Regions from separate parts of the Mus musculus genome. Here all the other regions are linked to region 1. The links are chromatin contacts, called in public HiChIP or PLAC-seq maps. All regions are on one chromosome and are shown on one strand. Each heading gives the region's core, a stretch centred on a gene start, on an enhancer-like site or on the middle of the called end of the contact. The rest is flanking DNA. Distances are from core to core; before and after follow the strand shown. Region 1 holds the start of Zfand4 (zinc finger, AN1-type domain 4). Region 2 holds the start of Olfr211 (olfactory receptor 211). Region 3 overlaps Tmcc1 (transmembrane and coiled coil domains 1).

What was found. HiChIP or PLAC-seq counts read pairs in DNA pulled down with a chosen protein or histone mark.
Region 2: an H3K4me3 HiChIP or PLAC-seq map of bone marrow-derived macrophages shows a contact between it and region 1, with 2.7 times the contacts expected there. The contact joins the promoter of Olfr211 here to the promoter of Zfand4 in region 1. A contact is called at or near these places in 5 of 39 promoter capture datasets (embryonic stem cells, hippocampal neurons, liver and 2 more), 1 of 115 datasets of contacts at active chromatin or transcription factors (bone marrow-derived macrophages) and 2 of 9 other capture datasets (embryonic stem cells and macrophages).
Region 3: a contact with region 1 is called in an H3K4me3 HiChIP or PLAC-seq map of bone marrow-derived macrophages, with 2.5 times the contacts expected there. The contact joins the enhancer-like site here to the promoter of Zfand4 in region 1. A contact is called at or near these places in 2 of 39 promoter capture datasets (liver and pre-B cells), 2 of 484 Hi-C or Micro-C datasets (the HL-1 cell line and peritoneal macrophages), 3 of 115 datasets of contacts at active chromatin or transcription factors (bone marrow-derived dendritic cells, bone marrow-derived macrophages and hepatocytes) and 3 of 9 other capture datasets (adipose tissue, liver and pancreatic islet).

The regions. Positions count from the first base shown.
Region 1 is chr6:116,262,144-116,266,166 of GRCm38.p6, reverse strand. It overlaps Zfand4 (zinc finger, AN1-type domain 4), which reads right to left and starts at 1,948. Exons shown (of 10, transcript NM_001309446.1): 1 at 1,855-1,948. Washc2 (WASH complex subunit 2`) reads right to left here. Exons shown (of 31, transcript NM_026585.3): 31 at 3,496-3,832. The coding sequence ends at 3,693.
Region 2 is chr6:116,491,424-116,495,446 of GRCm38.p6, reverse strand. It overlaps Olfr211 (olfactory receptor 211), which reads right to left and starts at 1,836. Exons shown (of 1, transcript NM_146912.1): 1 at 907-1,836. The coding sequence starts at 1,836. The coding sequence ends at 907.
Region 3 is chr6:116,126,800-116,130,822 of GRCm38.p6, reverse strand. All of the region lies in intron 3 of Tmcc1 (transmembrane and coiled coil domains 1), which reads left to right. Among named protein-coding and RNA genes, the nearest start is that of Tmcc1, 65 kb to the left of the region's middle. Within about 2 kb of position 1,947, at least 20 of the 459 cell types and tissues checked have an H3K27ac peak or open chromatin away from gene starts, as enhancers often do. A contact at or near this core is called in bone marrow-derived macrophages, where this site is marked.

The DNA.
Region 1 (4,023 bases), core at 699-3,198:
GTTCAATGAAATTCAATTCAAAACAACTCCCTTTCTCCACTAATCCTTAGATTAGAGAAAATTAACAGTCAACTATATAGTCATAGAAATGGCACAGTGATTATACTGTGGAGGGATACTGGTTTCCTCTGGAGTCACATTCTGATTCACTACGCCAGAATTCTTATAAATCATGATGAACACGTATACACAGATACTTCTACTGTAGAGGGGAGTTTTCATAGTTCTAATATAAAACATTCTTAGGAAGCTTGAATTATGCAGATAGCTAACGCTCCTTTAAAAAAAAAAAAACGGCATCACAGGAAGAAACATTGTTGCTAAGAGCACAGTTGTTCTGAGTGGAGTTGCACAACATATGAACTAATGAGAAACAAACAACAGCAGCAACACAAGGACTGTGCTCCCAGTACTGTGGGTCAGAGCTGCAAGAGTACACTACGCAACAGTGGTACTGTTTGTATTTCACTACTCACTCTTACATCACTCATGGTAAATGTGAAGCCAGGTGATAGGGTATTTCCTAGCACATATTAGGCCCTGGGCTCAATCTGCAATTTCACAAAAACAAAACAAAACAACAGCATTATAAGAAGAAAAAGAAAAAAAAAACAGCATTATAGTGAAATACGCATAGGCAACATGTAATCCTTCAATGCACAGATCTGAAATGAGACTAACGTGCCTATAAGTAGAAGAAAATCAGCACAGCAGTAGGTGCATCATCAGTGGTACAAGAACTCCCAAATGAAGTTTGGTCCCAGTTAGTGGCATAATTTCCAATACACAAAAAGAACCGAGGGTGGTGACCATATCTGAAAGCAATTGTGTTGCATACTTTTTTGTTTGGTTGGTTGGTTGGGTTTTTGTTTTTGTTTTTTTCGAGACAGGGTTTCTCTGTATAGCCCTGGCTGTCCAGCCCTGGCTGTCCTGGAACTCACTTTGTAGACCAGGCTGGCCTCGAACTCAGAAATCCGCCTGCCTCTGCCTCCCGAGTGCTGGGATTAAAGGTGTGCGCCACCACGCCCGGCTGTGTCATACTTCTCAGCAAAGGAAATTAATGTAACAAGACAAAAGGTTGTGCTGGCCGGCTAAACCACAGCAGAATATTACATGGCCTAGTGGAAGCTCAAGTGGGCCAATGACCTAGCGTACTAAAACTGGGTCCATTGAGGCCTGCAAGCATCCTCAAAGTGGCCCGTGGTATGCATGAATGAGCACTGGAAAACCAATTGACAATAAAAACGTATAGTGATGTTTAATAATATAAGTAAATAAAACGATGATTAAATTGCTAATTTATCTTGAAAACTGTTAGAGAAAAATCAAAGTGAATTTCCAACATTTCTTTCATCTTTTGAAATGTCTAAAACCAACCAACAAAAGCGGCAATAACTGCACTCAAGGGGTAATTTCAGTACCTTGGCCTTTGCTTCCTTCTCGTCCACAGGAACTTAGTCACACGACGAGTTAGTTTTTAATTTTTCCCCCCAACATAAATATACCCACAATATGTTGCAGCCTTTTAAAAAGGTGACTCTTGTCCTTTTACAGATGTGTGAAAATCGAGCTACAGATTAGAACCACACTCTGGCCTAGGAGCGATGCACAAGTGCGGGGGTGCTGCCCTGGGGCCACAACCAGCAGGGACCACACTCAGACCCAAAGTCGGGTCAGCAGCACCCCGAGCCACGGGTACGACCAATTTGTCCGTGAGTCCGTAGGCAGAGAAGCACGGGTGTGACCAGGCTGCAGCTGAGGCGGGCGCACCGGGGCAGCGAAGACGCAGCAGGCCCTTCCACCACCCGCCCTCCCTCCGGGCCGCGCCGCGCCCCGCCCCGCCGCGCCCCTCACCCGCTCGCCCTCCGGTGGTCGCGTCCGCCCGCTCGCTCGCTCGCCTGCCCGCAGGCGGATAGGAGTTCGCGCGCCCGAGACGCCGGCCTACGCTGGCCCGCGAAGCTCCGGTCCCGCCCTTTGTGACACCGCTCACCAATCGCCGATCAGCGCTGCCGACGCCCTCCAATCAGCTCGCGAGGGGCGGGGCCTAGTCTTCCGCGGCTGGCGGTTGCTCGGACGCCGGGGTCGCACGGGCTTTCAGGAAGGGTTGTCGGTTAGAACTGGCCCGTATGTTGACTCTTTATAACTGGTTGCAGGACCCGTCTAGGGCAGGGTAGGAGACTGGAGACGGGGCACAGCGTCTGGGAAGAGCCGGCACCAGAGTGGCTGGGGCACTTCTAAGGTTCTTTGGGGATAGGAGGGTCTTTGGCATTTGTTATTTACTCATGGCCTAGGACACTTAAAAGGATGTCCATGCTAGTCACCCTTTTCTTGTACTCCACGTTCTCCTAACATTTCTGACTCAGTTGTGTCATCTGTAAAATGGGAACATTTCTATATGCCTTTTGCATTTGAGCAACTATTTGAAGATTATAGGTCAAACAGTCTCAACCTGAGCTCAGATCCCGTCCTACTTTTGCTGTGCACCGAGCTGAAGTGGGATATAAACTGACTGGCTTTCTGACTACACATGCCTTCCAACTAGGTTGGGCCCCTGCTGCTTCGGTTCCTTCATAGGAGGTTCAACTCAAGTGTTTTACCAGGAGGACTGCAGAGGACCATGAAAGCGCTCCCTCATAGTCAACTTGCAAAAGAACCCTGGCCCTGATCAGTCTTCTCCCACCCTCTCATTATCCTCCGAGACCTGAGCCACTAGTCTCCACAGTTTCAACTCCTCGGGACTGAGGTAGATGGTATGGTGAGGCCTTTTGTCAGCCTCTTGCTCTTAAACTCAGCCCATGACTGGGCTGATAACTTCCAACTCTATTGAGGCCAGAGCCATGATGGTAACATGAACAGAGCCTAGGAGGACAGTGCCTGCGCAGGACATCGTGATCACTCACAGCACTCACGTGCTCTAGCATCCAGTGGATGCGCTTAAATTTTATTTTTTTAGCTTAACATTTCATAACCTCATCAAACCATACATCACCAGTCATAACCTACCATTTTAAAGGGCAGACAAAAAGGTCTATTCTCAACAACAATCTTGCAATTTTAGTACTGAAACCATTTACAAAGGAGGAAACAAAAGCTATGAGAGGCAAATTTTTGCCTACAGATAAAAAATCCCATTTCCTGTCACTTCTGAATTCTGACTGGGGTAGCCAGATAATGTAGCCATGATGGAGGCTGTGTTCCAATAAAACTTTCTGCACATTATTAAGACAACAGAGGACCACAGTTCCCCTTACAAGATTGCAGACCCACTTTTTGGGAATTCAGTAGAAAGCTCTTCTCATGGGCTTAGAACCCATAAATGCATAACCTTTCACGTGCTAGACCATCACAGCACCCAGACCCACCGACAGAGCAAACCCTTCAGGTCTGGTGCCTGACCACTGCTCGATCTGCACTCCCTGCCCACACATGAAGCCACAAAGCAGTGTCTCCTGTTAGCATGAGCTTCCATGCACTCTTATTAAGTAAGAACAAACCTCTGTGAAGCGTTTATTTTTTATTTGTAATTTTAAGCATAATTAAAATCAATGCAGAAAAATATCAGCTACATTGGGTAAAGGAAGTGAGTGAGTATCTGCTTGTAAGCCCGTGAAGACAGCGTTAGGAGAGCACGTCACTACGTGAAAAACAGAATGGGAGGGTGAACTGTGAAGGCCCCGCATGCTGCGCATGCTCTACTGGCTTCCGAAGGCATTCAGGGGGTCATCAAAAATGCTGGCCACTTTGTGCTCAGATCTTTGTTCAGATGCTGCCTCTGCAGATTGGCTTTTGGGTTTGGATGCTTTAGCCTGGAGGCCAGAGGAGAAAATGTCATCTTTAAAAAGAAAAAAAGAAAGATGTTAAGACAGGCAAACAAGAAAATGGGAACTTGAGACACATGCACACAAACTGTAAAGCCCAATTCTAATAACACACTAAGACCACCAACATCGAAGTCAAACCTCTTAGATTCTGGGCCTGGCTCAGTTGGTGGCACCCAACTTTTGTAAGGACATATGAACGAAC
Region 2 (4,023 bases), core at 587-3,086, 230 kb before region 1:
AGGGTTTCTAACACAAGGAACAGACTCAAGATCTCTCTGCATTGATACAGACTTGTCCAGCTTTATTCAGAAACACCAGAAGGATAGTGTTGCCTTCTTACCATGCTTCTGTTACAGCTAACTCCTATCACTGTCCCCATTCCAGGACAAATGAAGTGGCTCAGACCCTCAGAATTCGAAAGCCAACTCAAGAGGTGAGAAATCCTGGATATTTATCCAGGTGCATAAGCCACATATCATGTAATAAAGATGGAGTTTTTACAGGTATGGCCAAGAGGTGGACCTAAAATTTTGAGTCTGATGTTAGTGGGAGGAAAAAGGGAAAGCAGAAACAATAGTTCACATTAACATCAAAAATTACTTTGGAAGCTTAAAGGGCTCCAGAGGGAAGACTTGGAGGGAAATAGAAGTGGGTTTCTTAGGGACCAGAGTCACCTGAAGCAATTCTCAGGTCAAGCAATCCTGAAAATGCTGTGGGGCCCCCACACATATCTCTTATGTCTGTCAAAGGCTCACACAAATTATAAGTGATATTTCCACCTGAATGCTGTATATTCAAAGAAAAGAAAGACATTTTCATACAGCTGTAAGACGAAAGCTCATGGGGCACTTTTGTCCTCATGGAGAGTTTTTGTTTCTCTGACAATAAAGTACTGTATCATGCTGCAATCAAGCTGAGACCCCATTTCTCAGTCTCAGAGTTGTGTGAGCTCACATGCAACCACACACTTCCATTAGCCAGTGACTGGTCACCAGAACTCTGAGGTCATCTACAAAACCATTGCACTGGGTAGAAAAGGTTAGCTTACTTATCTTCAGGACACAGACGAGCCTTTCATATGCTCACAGGATTGCCAATCCTTAATGAAACTACAAGCCCAAGAGAAGAGCTTTGTGAATCACATTTTAATTTCTGAGGAAAGGAAAAAATTTCCTGAGAGCTGCTTTGACTTCCTTGTTTCTCAAAGTATAGATCAGAGGGTTGAGCGTAGGGCTCAACATGGTATACAGCACACCAGCCAATTTGCTCTTCTCTGCATTATAGCTGGAGACAGGGCTTATGTAGGCATAGAAGACAGCGGTGTAATACATGCACACCACAATGAGGTGGGAAGAGCAGGTTGAGAAGGCTTTCTGCTTCCCTTCTGATGTCCGCATCTTCAGGATGCTGGAAATGATGAAGCCGTATGACACAATGGTCATCAGGAAGTTCAATATGCCATAAAAGGCATCAGCCAAGACAATCATGACACTGTTCACGTAGGTGGAGCTGCAGGAGAGAAGCAGCAGAGGAGGCACCTCACAGAAGAAATGTGTAATGACATTGGGCCCACAGAAGCTCAAGCGAGTCATCAGTCCTGTGTGAATGGCTGTGTTGAAAGCGCAGAGTGCCCACACTCCAGCAGCCAACATGCTACAGAATGCTTTGCTCATCATGGTGCTGTAATGCAGAGGGTGGCAGATGGCTGCATAACGGTCGTAGGCCATGACAGTGAGGAGGAGCAACTCTGAGGAAGCAGACCATGTAAGGAAATAGAGCTGGGCCATGCAGCCACCGTAGGAGATGGGGTTCCTCTTTGACACCAGACCCCTCAGGGCCTTGGGCATAATGGAGGAGGTACAGATGATGTCCATAGTAGCCAAATTAAACAAGAAAAAATACATGGGGGTGTGGAGCCCAGGGTTGCAGGTGATAGCCAAGATGATAAGGACATTACCTGTGAGGGCCACACAGTAAAGGGAGAGGAAACAGAAAAACAAGGGCAGCTGGTACTGTGGGTGCTCAGAGAAGCCCTGAAGGATGAACTCTGTTACCAGTGTCTGGTTTCTCATCATCCTTGACTGAGGATATCAGAGACTAGTAGATGATTATGGAACCACATTTTCATAAGCTTTCAGGGCTAAAAAGAGAGAGAGAGAAGAAGAAGAAGAAGTGACAGGCTTCTTAAGAAAGCTGGTTGCCACGTTTCCTTCTCTGACAACATGGCGTGAAGGAGTGATACCATACAGCTTTATTGGGCTACACTAAGACAAACACTCCACTGCTACATAAACAAAGAATGCAAGCACTCAGTTCACAAAAAATAAGTGCCAGTCACCAATTATGCTCATTAATTCTCAGTCAATCTCAAAGAAATGCAAACTAAATTAAAGATCTACTCTGTCATCCATGACATGATCAACCCAGGATGTTGATTGATTTAGTATTCACAAGGAAGAGGGAGCTTGAGGAAAAATGTCCGAAGTTGTTCCCTGGCCTCCAGATACATTTGGACACAGGCACATGAGGATCTGCACACAAAAATGCACCAGAACACATGAACACACACACGTAACTTTTCCATTTGAACAATACTTCATTTCTGGACATTTTTCTTGGGCAAATAACATTTAAAAATATTTTCTCAGGGCAAAATAATTTAGTACTGGAAATTACAGAGCTACCTGTTCTCTTTACAATGAATTTTTCACTATATATCAATGTAGTAAATGTATCACATTTTCTGTATCCATTCATCTGATGAGGGACATCTGAGTTCTTTCCAACCTCTGGCTATTATAAATAAGGCTGCTATGAACATAGTGGAGCATGTGTCCTTATTACCGGTTGGAACATCTTCTGGATATATGCCCAGGAGAGGTATTGCTGGATCCTCCGGTAGTATTATGTCCAGTTTTCTGAGGAACCTCCAGACTGATTTCCAGAGTGGTTGCACCAGCTTGCAATCCCACCAACAATGGAGGAGTGTTCCTCTTTCTCCACATCCTCACCAGCATCTGCTGTCACCTGAATTTTTGATCCTAACCATTCTGACTGGTGTGAGGTGGAATCTCAGGGTTGTTTTGATTTGCATTTCCCTGATGATTAAGGATGTTGAACATTTTTTCAAGTGCTTCTCAGCCCTTCGGTATTCCTCAGTTGAGAATTCTTTGTTTAGCTCTGTACCCCATTTTTAATGGGGTTATTTGAATTTCTGGAGTTCAGCTTCTTGAGTTCTTTGTATATATTGGATATTAGTTCCCTATCAGACTTAGGATTGGTAAAAATTCTTTCCCAATCTGTTGGTGGCCTTTTTGTCTTATTGACAGTATCTTTTGCCCTACAGAAGCTTTGCAATTTTATGAGGTCCCATTTGTCAATTCTTGATCTTACAGCACAGGCCATTGCTGTTCTGTTTAGGAATTTTTCCCCTGTGCCCATATCTTCAATACTTTCAAAAAGATGACAGCTTCTTACTGATTCTTTTTAAGTACAGTGAAGATGTAAAAGCAATACACACAATTATTAAGATTTAAAGCACAAAAAAAAAATAATAAAGGGGCATTGGTTTATCTGGAGATAAAATGACCTGTGCATAATAGGTCAAGATGGTTTTCATTTCATTGCTTTTGCTAATGTGCCTTCTAATTTTTCTCTAAAGTAGATTTTCTGAAAGGCAGGTGAATCAGGTAAGCTCCTTCTAATAATTCAATGACTCCTCAAAGCTGACAGCACAAATGCTCCCATACAGTACTTCTGGAAACTTCCTCTTCAGTAGACTCTTCTGTCCTGTCTGAACTCTTAAAGCCACAGACAATCACAGCCACAGCTACAACCACTGTCACAGCCACAGTCATAGCCATAAATGCAGCCACAGCCAGCTCTCTGCAAAGGCACTAGGTCACATTCTGGGGCCGGGGAGGGCAGTTTTTACAACCTCCTCAGCTACAAGGGCCTCCTCCTCCTCAGAAGCCAAAAGGGTTGCCTGCTCCTCTTTCCAAACTTAACCTCCCTTGTGATGAGAAATGGTGAACCATTTTATGAACCTTCAGGATTGAATACTGATTTTTGTCCAAGAACCCAGTACACATGCTGTTGACAGGACTACATTGCTGGCTCTCTAACGGTGGTCCAAGTGCCCATGAATGATTTTTGGCCCAAGTGCTATGCCTGACACTCAACAACGTTTGCTGTTTCAATGCTAAAGAACATCTAGTCCGAATACCAGCAACAGCAACCGCAGTTTGACTCTCCAGACGCTG
Region 3 (4,023 bases), core at 698-3,197, 140 kb after region 1:
AGGGCTGAGATCCCTTCTATGTTAGTTATGTCCCTTGGTGTTCAGGGCTTGTCTGATAAGACTTCATGGGCCTGTAGCTTCTCTGACAGATCTTTACAATCTTCCTCCTCCTCTTCTGATATGATCCCTAAGCCTTAGGTACAGGAATTCTATTACAGATGTAATTTGTATTGGTCACAATGTGATCTCTTGTTTTCTGTATTTTGATTGGTTGTAGTTTTCTGTAATAATTTGTCTCTTACAAAAATGTGTTTCTTTGAGCGGGGAATGGTGGCACACACCTTTAATCCCAGCACTCGGGAGGCAGAGGCAGGCGGATTTCTGAGTTCGAGACCAGCCTGGTCTACAGAGTGAGTTCCAGGACAGCCAGGGCTACACAGAGAAACCCTGTCTCGAAAAAAGAAAAAGAAAAAAAAAAAGTGTGTTTCTTTAATGAGGAGTGAGAACTAAATCTATCTATAGATATAAGAACAGATATTTAGCATGTAGTTAGAAATTGGAAGAGCCCGCCTGATTGGTTATTTAATACCAAGTAGTTATCCCTGATATCATAGATAGCATAATAATACCATAAGTAGCATAATATAAGCAGGTTGTGTTTAGGAATAAAGTGTATGTAATATATATAGTATCAATAATTAACCATGAATTTGAGAGTAAAGGGGGGATATGTGGGAGGGATTAGAGGGAGGAAATGATATATTATACTAATATTATAATAAAAAACCGTTATAAGTAAATTTTGAAAATACAAGAGAGTTTTTTTTTCTAGTTTTATTCATAATGGAATAACACAGAAGAAAATCTAGCTAAGGTTTCAGAGAGCTTAGCTGTGAGGTGACGGTCATGAAGCACAATTGTTCCTATGGGTAAAGCCACTCTAAATTTCAGTTAGAAAGAAATGGTATATATGAAGATTGACACTGTAGGCCAAAAAGCCATTCTTCTAATATCTTGTTAGAATGCTGTCTGCACCCTGTGCTACGTGCTACAGTGTGATCACATAGTAAGTGCAGCAAGAATCTGTCCTTTACACTCTGCTGCTTTTATAAAATAGAAAGAAATCAAAGTTTCTGAGAACAAACTTAGAGGGACACGAAAAGGTCAATGCAAATCTTGGATCTTCTAAAGAAAAAAATTTGGAGTCATTGATCCTTGTTATTGAAGTTGAGAATTCACTATTTGTTTTAGAATTCTCTATTCTCTTTTCCCTTTTAGAGACAAAATTAAGAGATGTACTATTTTTATTAGGCTGTAGTTGGGTGCTCTTTGGGATTAACTACTATAATATATATATATTATATATTATTATATATATTATATACTATTATATTATAGTAGCTATACTATGTTATAGTAGTATATTCACTGCTATATTATATAATATATAAACAGTAAGTGTTTTGAGGGAGATATATGTGATAAGTTATTTCTTTGCCAGTGTAATGAGCCAGTTCAAGCCACATTATATTTTATTAAATTCAGGTTTATTGAGAAGTTTCTCAGGTTGTCCAGTTTACTGGCCCCAAGGACTGATCCAGGAAAGTCCAGGGGGAGAAGTGGGGAAAGGGAAGAGAAAGAGAGAAATGGCACCACACAGAGAGAGGGAGAAGGAGATGTGGGGTGTGGGAGGGACCCAAACTATCTGGATTATAGGGAAGAGCTGCTGGGGAAAAGACAGCCCCAGCCCATGGGCTGGGAAGTTCAGGGTTGGGGGCAGGGTATGCCAGGTAGGGACTGAGGAATGCTGGGAGAACCTGGAGGCCAGGTCGGCTTTGATATGTAAAATATGCACCCCAGTCTCTTGTCCCAGGGTTCAAAGCCAAACAGTACCTGTTAAAGAAATTGCTAGAATAGTATCAGTTAACCAATAAACTAATCTAGTAAACCAGTGTTTTGTGCAGGGAAAAAGTAGAAAGGGTGATTCCTGTTGCTGTCCACTAGGTGGGGTCCTAGGCCAGTACAGGAGGAGATGAGAAATAGGGAATGAGATTTAGGAATGAAGCATATGCTCTTGTAAATTGAATTGACTTGATTACTATAGCTGTGGAACAAATAGTAGAAGATGTAGAGTTTGACAATTGAAATGGGAAAAGGTAAGGAATTTTAAGCAATAAGATTTGCTTAGAAACCTTAAGGAAGTACTATTTATTTTCTCAATTAACATTGGAAAAATGCTGTGTAGTTTTTATAAACTCTAGCAAAGATCTTTATATTCTGTATATTTAATATTGTTTGGATTGTTGATACCTACAAGGGAATGTTTTATAGACAGTTAATAATACCGACTAGAAAAGTGGCCATAAATTAAAAATGAAAACATAATTTTGGTCTCTTACAACTGATCACCAAGTTAAGTAACTTTGGGATTGTTAGTCTTTAGCCCTTAGAGCTGGAGTGTGTAGTTACATCCTTTGTAGACAAATTTAAAATAATGTAATGTGAATGTGGTGAGGTCAGGGAGTTGGCTTAGTGGGCAGAAGCACTTGGCTGTACAAGCCAGACAACTTGAATTCAGATTCCAGAACCCACACAGAAAGCCAGTTGTGGTAGGGCACATGTGTAATTGCAGTGTTACTGTGGTGAGTCAGGAAATCACTGAGAGGCTTGCTGTTCAGTGTGTCCATGGTGGTCCCAGAAGACTTTGTTTATAGAGCTAGAGAGATGACTCAGCAGGTAGGAGCACTTGCTTTTTGCAGGGGACTCAGGTTTCCAGCACCCACTTCATAGGTCACAACCACCTGTCACTCCAGTTCCAGGAAATCTAACTCCATCTTCTGTCCTTCAAGAGCACAATACAAGTGAGTTACACAGAAATACATGCAGTCAGAATAGTCATACATAAAATCAAAATAAATCAATCCTTTTTTTAAAAAAGTCAATCTTTAATGTGGTTGTTTGATTGGAAGTAAAAGAAGGTGTTACTGACGTTGATAAATGAAAGACATGACAGTGGATATCAATGAAACCTAAAGAATCTTTAGGATATACCTGAGAAACTTACATTCCAATACATTGGAAAATATGAAAGAAATGAGTGAATTGCGCAAAGTTTAACATCATAGGTAGATTTGTTATATGTTTGTCTTTCAAATCTGAATCATATTTCTTATGTTCAGAAACAGCAAGGTTTTTTTTTTAAAGATTTATTTATTATTATACATAAGTACACTGTAGCTGACTTCACACGCACCAGAAGAGGGCATCAAATCTCATTACGGATGGTTGTGAGCCACCATGTGGTTGTTGGGATTTGAACTCAGGACCTTCAGAAGAGCAGTCAGTGCTCTTACCTGCTGAGCCATCTCACCAGCCCCAGAAACAGCAAGTTTTAGGATGAAGATTAATATAAAGCAAATTGGAGTCCATTCTTTAAGTTTTGAGCCATTCGTAGTAGTGCTTGCTTATAATCAATCCCAGCTCTGGGGAGGCTAGGCAAGAGGATCCAAGTTGGAAGTTGGCTCAGCTTCTATAGAGAGACCTTGCATGAAAACAAACAAAAAATTAAATTTAACCTATTATCCTTTATCTTAAAAAGTAGTCCTAGCCCGGTGTGGTGGCGCACGCCTTTAGTCCCAGCACTTGGGAGGCAGAAGCAGGTGTATTTCTGAGTTCGAGGCCAGCCTGGTCTACAAAGTGAGTTCCAGGACAGCCAGGGCTATACAGAGAAACCCTGTCTCAGTGGAAAAAAAAAAAAAAAAAAAAGTCCTATGCTTTAGGGTAAAGGGAACTCTAAAGGAATTTAACATGAATGTGGTTTCTGTTCACAGGGCCTTGGTCCTTTGTCATAACCTTGAGTTTTAAAAGCTAGAAGGAAAACTAGCTTCCCAAGGAGATCACCATTCTTATTATCTAGAACACTGGCAAGGCCTCACTTTAAAGAGACAAACAATGCTCAGACATTAAATATAAGACAATCTCTAGAATAAATTGTTTTCATTAGTGATCACAGCATAACTTTCTTAAGAAAAACAGGCAGCTTTGGCAAGTTGGCACAGAAGTGAACTTAGCAAAGTGTGTATT